3 separate regions of the Sus scrofa genome follow, and regions 1 and 2 are each linked to region 3. The links are chromatin contacts, called in public HiChIP or PLAC-seq and promoter capture Hi-C maps. All regions are on one chromosome and are shown on one strand. The core of a region is the stretch at or near the end of the contact, and the rest is flanking DNA. Distances in the headings are between cores, read along the strand shown.

The links. Promoter capture Hi-C pulls out the DNA fragments that hold promoters and counts their contacts. HiChIP or PLAC-seq counts read pairs in DNA pulled down with a chosen protein or histone mark.
Region 1: a contact with region 3 is called in an H3K27ac HiChIP or PLAC-seq map of alveolar macrophages. The contact joins the promoter of TRAPPC13 here to the promoter of ERBIN in region 3. A contact is called at or near these places in 1 of 5 promoter capture datasets (fetal liver), 5 of 47 Hi-C or Micro-C datasets (alveolar macrophages, brain, embryonic fibroblasts and 2 more) and 2 of 2 datasets of contacts at active chromatin or transcription factors (alveolar macrophages and skeletal muscle).
Region 2: a promoter capture Hi-C map of fetal liver shows a contact between it and region 3, with 2.3 times the contacts expected there. The contact joins the promoter of PPWD1 here to the promoter of ERBIN in region 3. A contact is called at or near these places in 1 of 5 promoter capture datasets (fetal liver) and 1 of 2 datasets of contacts at active chromatin or transcription factors (alveolar macrophages).

What each region holds. Positions count from the first base shown.
Region 1 is chr16:44,144,542-44,148,546 of Sscrofa11.1, forward strand. It overlaps TRAPPC13 (trafficking protein particle complex 13), which reads left to right and starts at 2,093. Exons shown (of 13, transcript NM_001244746.1): 1 at 2,093-2,438. The coding sequence starts at 2,393. It overlaps TRIM23 (E3 ubiquitin-protein ligase TRIM23), which reads right to left and starts at 1,750. Exons shown (of 11, transcript XM_003134013.5): 1 at 1,575-1,750. The coding sequence starts at 1,655.
Region 2 is chr16:44,078,859-44,082,853 of Sscrofa11.1, forward strand. It overlaps PPWD1 (peptidylprolyl isomerase domain and WD repeat containing 1), which reads left to right and starts at 1,776. Exons shown (of 11, transcript NM_001244421.1): 1 at 1,776-1,985. The coding sequence starts at 1,790. CENPK (centromere protein K) reads right to left here and starts at 1,706. Exons shown (of 12, transcript XR_002339607.1): 1 at 1,578-1,706.
Region 3 is chr16:44,412,886-44,416,870 of Sscrofa11.1, forward strand. It overlaps ERBIN (erbin), which reads left to right and starts at 2,221. Exons shown (of 24, transcript XM_021076809.1): 1 at 2,221-3,241.

The DNA of each region.
Region 1 (4,005 bases), core at 843-3,342, 270 kb before region 3:
AAAGAAAAAAAGAAAAAGAAAAAGCCTAATTTGGAGTTCCCATCATGGCTCAGTGGTTAATGAACCTGACTAGTATCCATGAGGATGCATGTTCAATTCCTGGCCTCGCTCAGTGGGTTAAGGATCTGGTATTGCCATGAGCTGTGGTGTAGATCACCGATAAGGTTCAGATCCTGCACTGCTGTGGCTGTGGTGTAGGCTGGCGGCTACAGCTCCAATTGGACCCCTAGCCTGGGAACCTCCATGTGCCACGAGTGTGGCCCTAAAAAGACAAAAAAAAAAAAAAAAAAAAGGAACACTAAGCCAGCTATAATGGAAAAAATAAAAATCATTATTAAGTAAATAAAATTTAAAAAAGAAAAAGAATAATTCAATAAATAAAAACTCAACCATACAACAAGCTTAATAAGAGCGCTCTTCTGCATTTCAGATAGTCTATGTACTTCAGAATGTCATTAACATATAAAGGTCAGATGAATCAACAACTACCAATACTGATTAATACAGTTGTTAGCAGAAATGTATCATTTGATGTCATATAAAACCAACATTAGGTGAAAAATCATAGGTGTCTACTATTTAAGATTCTAAGAAAATTTCAGATATCTGACCCAGTGGTTCTGAACAGTTTGTGCATTAAAACCACTCTGGGAATGAAAAAAATACACTGATGTCAACTTCATCAGAACCGGGGGCCTAATTTTTATTTTTTTTTTTTTTAAGTCCTCAGCTATTCTAATATGAAGTCAGGAATAAGAATTTTCAATAGCACAGATTATAAATCTTCCTAGCTTATTCTATAAACCACTGAAATCAGTTCTCCCTTCCGAATCTCTATTTATCTATATATGGAAAAACGAATTCCACATATTTCAATTGATTTCTTAGTAAATACATTTTAGAGCATCTACACATGATACAATTTCAAAGTTCAGTCATAGGGCAATTCACATTCCCCAGAGTTAATGGGACTTTTGGAGACTTCTCAAAAGTGCTGACAAACTGTACTACAAAAAGAAAGGAAGGAGCAGGTCAAGCAAAAATAGAGCTCTCATTACAGAAGTAATACGATAGTGAAAAGTGTACTTTAAAGCCAGTCAGCTGTGGCTCCACTATACAGTGTTATTCGAAACTTTAGTTTCCTCACCCGTAAAACGAGAATCAACATTTACCTCTAATAGATATTAACGATCTTACATACCTAACGTAGTACCTGGCAATAATAATGGCTCAATTTAATTTAAAAAAAAAAAAAAAAAAAAAGGCTAATCAACGCCTGTTGGGCTGAACTACAAGCAGAGGACCTGGAGAAAGACCAGCCCAGGTCACTCTAACATGTCGATAGGCTCCTTTTCACAAATGTCCCCGTTGGCGACTCCAAGCAGAAGACTAGCATGACCAGGAGACCATGCAACCTCAGGCCTCAGGAAGGGAGGGCAAAGCTTGTAAAGCCGAGAGGGGCCCAGAGGGCCGCGCATACCGGCCCCCAACAGCCAGGGCCGCTGTAGTGCCGCCAGATCTCCGGCATGAACTGGAGGCAGATGGCGGAGAACAGAGTACGCAAGGTCCCTCACCTTCACCACCGCTGTCCCCCGGCTGCCCTGACGACCACTGTCTAGTCCCGCACCAGGCCTGTTTACAACCAGGGCAGCCATCCTAGGAGGTGCAGTGCCGCAGAAGCAGCAGTCAAGGCCTTCACTAAGAGGCGGGGTAGAGCCACCTACCCAGAAGCCTAGGCGCTCGCTGCTGGTGCACAGGCGCAGTACGACGCGGAGAAGCCGCGGGGCCGACTTCTTCGCTCCTCCTTCTGGCACTCGTTTGCTGATTGGCTGCACACTCTTCAGTGGATGCGCTTTGTTATTTTGTTATTATTGAGGAGTCTGAACTTGATAGAAGGAACAAAATTAAGGGAAAAAAGAGAGGATAAAACAGAAGAAAATTGTTGGGATGAAACTCCTACCCCAGCAATGACTTCTTCCCTCTAACGAACGGAGACCGGGGACTACATCTCCCTGCATGCCATGCGGCTTTTAAACTACAAATCCCAGCGTGCCACATTTATATCAATTACTCTGCAGTGTAGGTATTTGGGAGGTTGTGTATTGTTACCGTGGAGTGCTTTCTTGAAAGAGCGGCGTGTGGCTGTGGCTGGAAAATAGAGAAGTATTTTATGTATAGGCCTGTAAGAGGCAAGAGATGACTTTGGTAAAAAGGAGCCGTTGGGTCAGTAAAGGACGTGGTTAGAAGAGTATATAAGGCGCTACCGGCAGACAGAAACTGTTGGGAGTGTCTTTAATGCCTTGTCTTCACGGACGTGCGCTTTTCTGTTTTCTTCCGGGCTGTTTGAACCGCTTCAGCCTCCGTAGGCAGTGGCTCCAAAGTGCCGGTCACAATGGAAGTGAATCCCCCCAAGCAGGAGCACCTGCTGGCCTTGAAAGGTAAACTTTGCGAACCCGGCTCCCAGTAATCTGTTTTCTCCCCTTCTCTCACTAGTTCTCGAAGCTTCATGGCACATAGACCTGCCTCTGGAATGTAGGCCTCGTCCTTCTTAAGCACTGTCAGTACTCGTCCTCCTCTCTGTCCTTGGGCGCCCAGCGTGAGGAAGCCGTTTCCTCGCTTTGGGTTTTGAGTTTGAGAATCGCCCTGTAAAATGGAATAGATACGTGGTAAATTACTTACTCTGTTATATGCTGCTGCAGTCACCGGAGAGATTTTTGGCAGTAGTTGACCTCCCTACCCTGGGGAGAGCCCTGTCAAATGAGACCATTAACAGCGGGTATCTAAAGTGGTTTTTTCCTCTGTCTCTTATCTCTTGACGCGGCAATGACAGTGTTACCAGGCTTCAGCTTCATTTGTGAAATTTAGTCTAGTTATTGTGCCAAGGATTTAAAAATACGTAATACCACAACATATAATTTAGGTTTGTTAAAAATCACTGCAGTTTACTTCAAAGTATTGTGTATATGGGAATATTCGTGTCAGTTTTCATTTTCTGTACACAGCAAACAACTTCGAGTACGTTTGATCATTTAATTGATTATTATTTAGGGGAAACTAGCAGGGCTTACTTTTCTGGAATTGTTTTCTGAAACTTTTTATTTGAAATGCTTTCAGCTTTATTTCATCTATTTTTTATTACCACAAATGCATTTATTTCTTGTATGCACTACTATGTGGTTACCAATATCTTCTTGAACTGGGCTGTGAAAATGTTCCCTAGGCCCATGAATTCAGTTGAATTGCATTTACCTTCCTTGTGGTATCCATTTTGAGGGACCCTTATCCCCTCAGTGACAGTGTAAGCAGCAAACATTACAGAAGCTCACCGGTTTCATTTGTAACGTAAAATCATACACTGATAGTTGGACATATCAGAACTGTCTGACCGTAGAACTAAGAAACTGAAATGTTAACTAGTATAGCAATAGGACCTATAAGCTTAGCCTGAGCAAATGACCTGGACTGAAATGACTTATTCCTGAAGAAAGAAGAAACTATCCTGTTCTTTATCTCAGGCTCACATCAAGTATATGGAATAGATATTACTTAACTCTCAGAAGTTAAACTTTATCGAGACCACAGAGCTAGTAAGTGATTAAGGTAATATTTCAACACAAAGCCTTCATCTTTCCAAGACTCCCTTTTGCCTTCTAATGAAAGAAACAGCATTTTCTAACATCATTCCCTTACTGACTCTACTTTGCTGGGAGTTTGGAGCAGTTCTATTAGCTGATTGAGGTCATTTTATACAAATTGAAAGCTATTAAACACAGTTAAATTCCAGAGATGTGGAACTGCCGTTGCAGTTATAGACTGCTAAAATAGTCCTTCCCAGTATCTTCGGTTTTCCAAAACAGAAGATTCCTCAGGAAGACTATTTTAGCAATCCAAAAGGACGAGTGCTTCCCTGATAGGTTCTCCTTTCTTTAAGCTCTTTGATATTCTTCTTCCCCATTATCCTAGTAATCCAAGAATTTTTACAAGTTTTAATTTTAACCAAAGTTG
Region 2 (3,995 bases), core at 526-3,025, 330 kb before region 3:
ATATGTGTGTGTGTGTATATATATATATACATATATATATATATACATATGACTGAGTCACTTTGCTCAGCAGAAATGAAGCCAACTAGTATCCATGAGGATGCGGGTTTGATCCCTGACCTCAGTGGGTTAAGGATCCAGCATTTCCATGAGTTGTAGTGTAGCCCACAGACACGGCTCAGATCCCAAGTTGCTGTGGCTGTGGCATAGTCCCTCAGCTGTAGCTCCGTAGACTGGGAACTTCCATATACTGCTAGCATGGCCCCAAAAAGCAAAAAAAAAAAAAAAAAAAAAAAAAAAAAAAGAATGAACTTTTGCCACTTCCAACAACGTAGATGGACCTTGAGACCATTATTCTAGGTGAAATAAATCAGACAGAAAGACATACCACATGATCTCACATGATCTCACATGATATCTCACTTATCTGTAAAATATAAATATAAATAAACAGAAAAAAAAAAATCAAGCTCATACATACAAAGAACAGACTGGTGGTTGCCAGAGCAGGGGTAAGGAGCAAATAAGTGAAGAGGGTTGAAAGGTACAAACTTACAATTATAAACTAAATCATGGGAACATAATGTTCAGCATGTTGAATACGGTTAATAATACTGTATTGCATATTTGAAAGTTGCTAAGAGAGAAGACTTTAAAAGTTCTCACCACAGGGGAAAAATAATTCTGTAACTATGTACAGTAATGGATGTTAGCTAGACTTACTGTGGTCGTCATTTCACAATATATACAAAAATCGAATCATTATAGTGTATATCTGAAACTAATATATTGTATGTCAATTTTACTTCAAAAAAAAATTTTTTTTTTTTTGCCTTTTCTAGGGCCGCTTCCACGGCATATGGAGGTTCCCCGACTAGGGGTCTCATCGGAGCTGGACCCACCGGCCTACGCCAGAGCCACAGCAACGCGGGATCCGAGCCGTGTCTGCGACCTACACCACAGCTCACGGCAACGCCGGATCCCTAATCCACTGAGCAAGGCCAGGGATCGAACCCGCAACCTCATGGTTCCTAGTGGGATTCGTTAACCACTGAGCCACGACGGGAACTCCTTACCTCAATTTTTTAACAGAGAATTTTGTAGTTTTTTTTACCACAATTAATTTTTTTTCTTTTTTAAAGAAGAGAGCTTAAGTCCAGAAGGTCACTAAGGGATGGAAACCTTGACCACAGTGAAGGCAGAAGGGTGGATGGTGCTGCTCGGTAACTTAGGTTACTAGGCCTGGTTTTCTGCCCCGCCCCTCGCTCTCCCCCACAATAACAAGCGCTCACCACTTTCTTCAGAGACCGTGTGAAATAATCAAGAAGCTGAGGAAAAAAGTCCTATTTGAAGCACCTGAAGGGAGGCCTGCAAATTAACCAGTTCTTTAAATTCCCCCACCCTTGCGTCTTTCTCGCCTAACAGTCGGGGTTCTAGAGTGAAGAACGGGACTCAAGGCCTGGCTGGCCGTTAGGTAGTTCCTCGGACGTAAGCGTCCCACTACCGGGGTCATAGCTCGATGCCAACCCGGGGGCAAGTTTCAAACATAAGGGCGCGCTTCCCGGTCCGTCGCTTACCACCGCAGGGCCGCAAATTCAGGTCTCCTCAGCCTACCGGAGTCGCGGCTCCGCGCCCAGAACCTCCGCGCGCTGCTTACTGATTGGAACTGCTCCCACCCATCCCAGCCAATCCCGTAATGCTCTCCGCCGCTGACGCGAGGGCTGCGCCGCTGATTCAGGATTGGTAGCGGAGCTGTGAGTGTCGCACTTTTTCTGACGATTCGGACAACATGGCGGCAGAAAGCGGCAGCGATTCACAGCTGAGCAAGAGAAGGCGCCGGGTCCCGGAGGAACCAGAAAAAACGGAACTCAGCGAAAGAGAGCTGGCAGTGGCAGTGGCAGTGACCCAAGAAAATGAAGAGGAAAGTGAAGAACGCTGGGTTGGGCCTTTACCTGTAGAGGCAACATTGGCCAAGAAGAGGAAAGGTAGCTGAGATAGGCACAGAGCGAGTTGGAATGCTGCGTCCCTTGCGTGGTAGAGTTCAAGCCAGATCTCAAAACGGGGATGTGTGATTGTGGGGGTTTGTGCCCTCGGAACAAAGGGTCGTCTTTTCACTTCTCGCTCTTTTATGCTCCCGAAATAGTGATTTGGGCTGAGTAACGCGTCTTTTAAATAATATCTAACAGTATTTATCACCGATTTGTTACAATAGCTGCTAAAGCTTAACGCCGATACTTAGTTGTTTGGCCCCTCTTGTTTAATACATGCATCAGCCATGTGAGGTTGGAATTTTTAACTTATTTAGCAGATATAGAAATGAGTACTGGTTCTATTTAAGGCTTTTAGCTCTAGAGTGGTGTATGGGGCCGCCAGGGAAGGTGGTGCCTATATCAGAATCTTGAAGAATAGAGAAGTATTATTTCAGTCCTAACTTTTACACTGCTGCGTTTTCTGACCTAATTAATAAGTTTCCTGGATCACAGATTTTTTTTTATCTTAAAACCGAGGTCTGTGGTTTTCAAACTACTCATGAGGTACCATGGCCTGAAGCATTTTGCCCCTAACGTGGAATAGTGACAGAATTTTATCAAACAAGAGGAGTGGTGAAGGGGATAGATTTCTCAAGTTCTTTGAAATGTTTTCCTTGAACGTATCACACCATTAAAATATGATCTTTCTAGAAGTTCAGATCTTTACTATTCTCCCTTCTTAAAATTCTTAAGTGATTTCTCATTATTTTCAAAACAATGTCCAAACTCCCTAACATAACATACAAAGCCCTTCTTGATATGATCTCTCCTTAACCTCCCTCAGCACATTTCCATTACTTCCCTCTCCCAAAAACTTGTAGCTCCTTCTTACTCATAGGTATCCTGGTGTCTCTACCTGGAATGATTTCCCTCACCCATTTCAACTAGCTAACTATTGTTCAGCCTTTAGCAGTCAGTTGAGCTATAAACTCCTTTAGGAAACTTGCGACCTCTCCAGTCAGGGCTGGGTTTCTAAAGCACGTTGATCATAAATCTGAGGTATGTTTATCACACTGAATTTATAGTTAGCCTTCAAATTTTGTGTATTTGAATTTTGAAGAAGCTACTTTTTTGAACACTGTACACCAACACCCTGAAAGTGCATTATCTTTTTCACTGATAGTCTTCCTGTTAAATGTCCTTATAGCAAGTGTTTCCTCATTGCACTTGCTGTGTTTTATAATTATATATTTATTCATGTGATTGTTTGATTAATGTTAAGACTGTTAAGACTGTAAGAATGGAGTTCCTGCTGTAGTACATTGAGTTAAGAATCTGACCGCAGCAGTTGGGTCTCTGCAGAGACATGGGTTCTATCCCCAGTGGGTTAAAGAATCCAGCATTGCCACAGCTATGTAGTAAGTCACAACTGCAGCTCACATTGAATGCGTGGCCCAAGAACTTCCATGTGCCACAGGTGCAACCATTAAAAAGGATGAAGAAAAAAAGACTTAAGTGTATAAGAATGAGGGCCGTGCCTGTTTTGCTCCAATGCTTGGTATAGTGCTTTGAATGTAGCAGATTATCAATAAGTATTGAATGAATGAATATTACATTGTTTATACTAGTAATTTATTGCATTGTATTTCATGTCTTTTTTTATGGAAATGAGCGGAGGGAATGGAAAAATCCAAAAATACCAAAATTCTGATATTAGCATTAGAAGACAAAGAGCTTATAAAATTAACGCAGTTGAGACAGCTAAATTATTCTTTTTAAGCCAGTCGGTAGTGTATTCAGCTTGAAGAAAAAGTTGAAATTTAAAAAAATATGTATGAAATGGTAGAAAAATGTCATTGAAGATTTCTAAGAAGACAAGGGTTTAATAATATACTTAACTTTCTACAAATAGAACCACCCCCTTTAACTTTGTTCTTTGGACATTGGACTTTTGTAAACATTTTCACAAAGACACTATCAATGATTTTATGGCACTACCTTTTATTAAATTGATGTTTTCCCAAG
Region 3 (3,985 bases), core at 971-3,470:
AAATGGTAACTGGTCAGATAGGTCCCCAGTAGGAGTCTAAGTTTAAAAAATAAATAAATAAATAAATAAAGGCTAGAGCCAGGACAGATTCTAGCCCAGGGACTGGTGTGGTCCTATTTATTTAGGTTTGAGAGTGTGGCAGGGAAGTGGGTTAGGTTTACTTGAATCTACGATGCCACATTTAAAGAGGTCTTGAATCAACCGGAGACCAAATGCACCTTTAGAATCCCAGTATCCAACTGGTCAGGCTGGTGCGGAAGACTCTCCATCCTGGGATGCTTTAACAGGGTGACATTTTCAATTGAGAGCTACACCACGAGTTTGCTCAGACTCAAACCAGCTTTTGAAAGTGGAGTAAGAAATCTTTTTGCGATGGTTAAGAATAGGTTATACAATATGCTAATTTTTATATAATGGCCAAGATTCATATTCACATAAATAACTAGCTTGGCATTACTAGTATACCTGGCTGGTGTTTCTTTTCCTAACTTTCAGTTTAATGCTTTTACTTCCGATGCAGCACTGAATAAGCCTGAACATTTTGGTACCATCTGTGAACCTTCAACTTCTTCTGTAGGCTAAAGAACGGTGTTAATTCTAGCAGTTCTGAAGTGGCTGAAAGTTTCCACCTCGAGCAGAATATCTTAAATATCTGCAGTTATTTCAAATGTTTGTCACCAGTGTACGACTCACTTTGGTAAATAATTCTTTGATGTACTTTATCAACTCCTTCATTTGGTTGCAAGCCAAAAATCATCTGTAGGGCATACAGCTCTTTACTCAAAGTTGGTAATAAATAATTATCTCTGGAACACAGACGGAAGAACTGAAGCAATGACTTCAGGGGCACAGAGAGTAATTACCAGCATTGTACATGGTTAAGCATGGCAGAGCCTGGGGGCGGGGAATGGTTTGTTTCGTATCTATTGCGTTCTTTCTCCGGGTAAAACAAGGCCGGCTTGTCTGTTAACATGTTTAAAGCAGGAACTGCAAAAACTGTGCAATGTTGTGGTTGAGGCGTTTTATGCCATATGTGTTGACAGAATGCCTAAGCAGCTCTCTTCTCCGCAATAAACGCAAACCCTGCCAGGCTGAATCATTAGGGCCAGTGTAATTCAACAACTGCACCATCTAAACCGCTGGGGTTGAAAGCCTACGTTGCGTTCAGAGGGTATCCAATGTTGCCTCTAACAAAGACACTATCTTGAGGCAATTTCGCGGGCCATTTTCCCCCTCTCAGCGCCAGCTTTGTCTCAGCTGGTGAGGCTGAGACTTGGAGGAACCCCAGCTGCGTTTCTGCGAGAGCAAGCTCGGAGCAAAGGCCGGCGTGGGAAGCTCCGCCGTGCTACCGCAGTGGTTTCTTGCAAACTGAGCGTGCCATTAGAGGAAGTTGGAGTGCTGCAGTTGAAAGAGATACCTGCAGGCTTAAAATCGGGGTTGGACTTGAACCCTTCGCACCGATCACTGCTGTACAAAGAAACTCAATTGGCAGGAGTGGAGGAGGCCTAGGGACTCTCTTTCTTTTTTTTTTTTTTTTTTTTTTTTTTTTTTTTTTTTTTTTTTTGTCTTTGTCTTTTTGTTGTTGTTGTTGCTATTTCTTGGGCCGCTCCGCGGCATATGGAGGTTCCAGGCTAGGGTTGAATCGGAGCTGTAGCCACCGGCCTACGCCAGAGCCACAGCAACGCGGGATCCGAGCCGCGTCTGCAACCTACACCACAGCTCACGGCAACGCCGGATCGTTAACCCACTGAGCAAGGCAGGGACCGAACCCGCAACCTCATGGTTCCTAGTCGGATTCGTTAACCACTGCGCCACGACGGAAACTCCAAGGACTCTCTTCTTCCAGGCTGGGCGCAGGGCAGCCGGGATCGACTTCGCCCGCATCCCCACCTTGGGCGGCTGGGGAGCAGCACGCAGGCCTCCCGGGCCTGGGCCAGAGCTGGCCTCACGCCGGACCTAGCTCGCGAACCCCCGGCCGCCGGCCCCGCCTCCCGGGCCCCCAAGACTATCACCCCCCGCTGCCGCCGCCGCCCCCCGCCGCCACCGACGTCGGCCCGCACCGCCCCCGCGCGCGGTGACTGGCTCGCGCCGGCCTCCAGCCCGGCTGTTGGAGGTTGGGGCGAAGCGGGCGGGAGGCCGCCCCGCCCCCGCCGCGGAGCCGCCGCCGCGCGCAGCCTCTTCCCCCCTCGCCGCCGGGGCGGTGGCGCTGTTGCCTCCGCGGCCTGTGAGGCAGTAACTCCCCTCCGCCCCAGCCCCCTTCCTCCTCCTTTCTCTCCGCTCCCTCCCTCCCCTCCCCTCCCCTCCCCTCCCCGCCCCTCGCAGTCTCTCGCTCGAGTGAATGTGGCGCGGCGGCGCGGGACGCAGTCTCGGCCCCTGCCGCGGCCCCGCGAGCTTGTGAGGAGACGAAGCCGCCGCCTGCCCCCACCCCCTGCGCTTCCCGGGGGAGCCACCGCCGCCAGGGAAGAAGAACGAGGAGGGGAGCGAGGGGACGGTGGCGGGAAAACAGGAGGGGGAGGAGAAGAGGGCTCGAGGGCAGGGAAGGAAGGCGGGGAGGGACGTACGGAAGGACGGACAGCCCGACGGCCGGCCGGGGGAGGGGGCCGCCATCGAGCCTGCCCGGCCCCTCGGCTCGGGCTCCGGGCGGCCGCGGCTGCGGCCGCGCGGGCGAAGGGCGCGGCAGGCGCTACCGAGACAATAACCCCGCCGCCCGGCTCCGGGGGTGGCGGCGAGGAGGCGGCGGCGGCCTAGCGCGGCAGAGGCTCTCCCAGCGCCCCGGTGGCATCTTTGCCCCCGCGGGCCAGGTTCGCCTGCCGTCGGATATCGGGGCGCGCGGGTCGCCCGGAGTCCCAGGCTCTCGGCTGACGCCCCCTGCCCTCCCCCGCCCGACGCGCGTGGAGCTGGTTTTCCGGGTTCCCCTGGACCGAGCTGGATCCTGCTGCTCGCCAAGGCAGGAAGTGAGTTTCGCACGGTAATTCCGGGCGGTGTCACGAGTGAAAAGTTTTTTTTTCGACGGAGATCCTAGTTGGGGCTGGGAAACTCCTGCAAAACTCGAGACCAGGAAGCCAGCCCGCTTCCCAACCCCCACCGGAGCCACCTACTCTTCCTACTGCGGGAGGCCACTCCACATCCGCTCTCACCGGAGAGAGAAATTCGGCTGGATCCGAAGTGACTAATGAAGGGGAGGAAATCATGTCAGGCGAAGCCTTGAAAAAGCTGTCCTGAGACACTGCCCGACCGAAAGGTAATTTTCACCCAAAGTGTCTGCGAGTCACAAAGCTCCCCGGCCAGGAAAGAGAGGAAACTTTAGTGTTTTCCACTTTTTCTCAAGTTGCCCTAAATTCTCCCTCTCTCCTGTCGGACGGGGTAGTGATTTAGGTGCAAAGCAGTAGAACTGATTTTATTCTCCTTTCTACCATCTGGACCCTGGTCATTTTAGAAGAGGTTGTAAGAATGCGGTGGGACGAAAAGTTTTAAGCAATTCCGAGGAAAGAATGCCTTTGTTCAGCAGAAGGTCCAGAAATCTTAGTTTCCCGGAACATATACAATGTATGTTTTTGATTTATTAAGTTGCTGAACCTGACAACTTTTGTTTTGGATGAAAGTTAGGTCACTGCGGCGAGCAATCGGCTGCTGTTGAGATGGCTGCCACAGTATTTGTTTATACTGTTACCGATTATTTTGCTTTTGCATTTAAATGTATATGGAGTTATTTAGTTCCAACTCTTATGACTGTGTTTCATTGGGTTTTATAAACAAAAAACTCTTTGCCGTTCTTAGTCGTTTTTTCAGGTGGGTAATATATATGTCTTCAGTAACTTGTTCTTTTCGGACATTTATAACTTTATAATACTTGTTTGGTGTTGTCTACAAGCTACTGTCTACAAGATTTTTCTTGTAACTGACCTAGTAGGGAGAAAAAGTGTTACGGCTAAAGAGTGATGATTAAAAAGCAAACATGAATGCCTGTAAGTGGTTTGATTTGTTA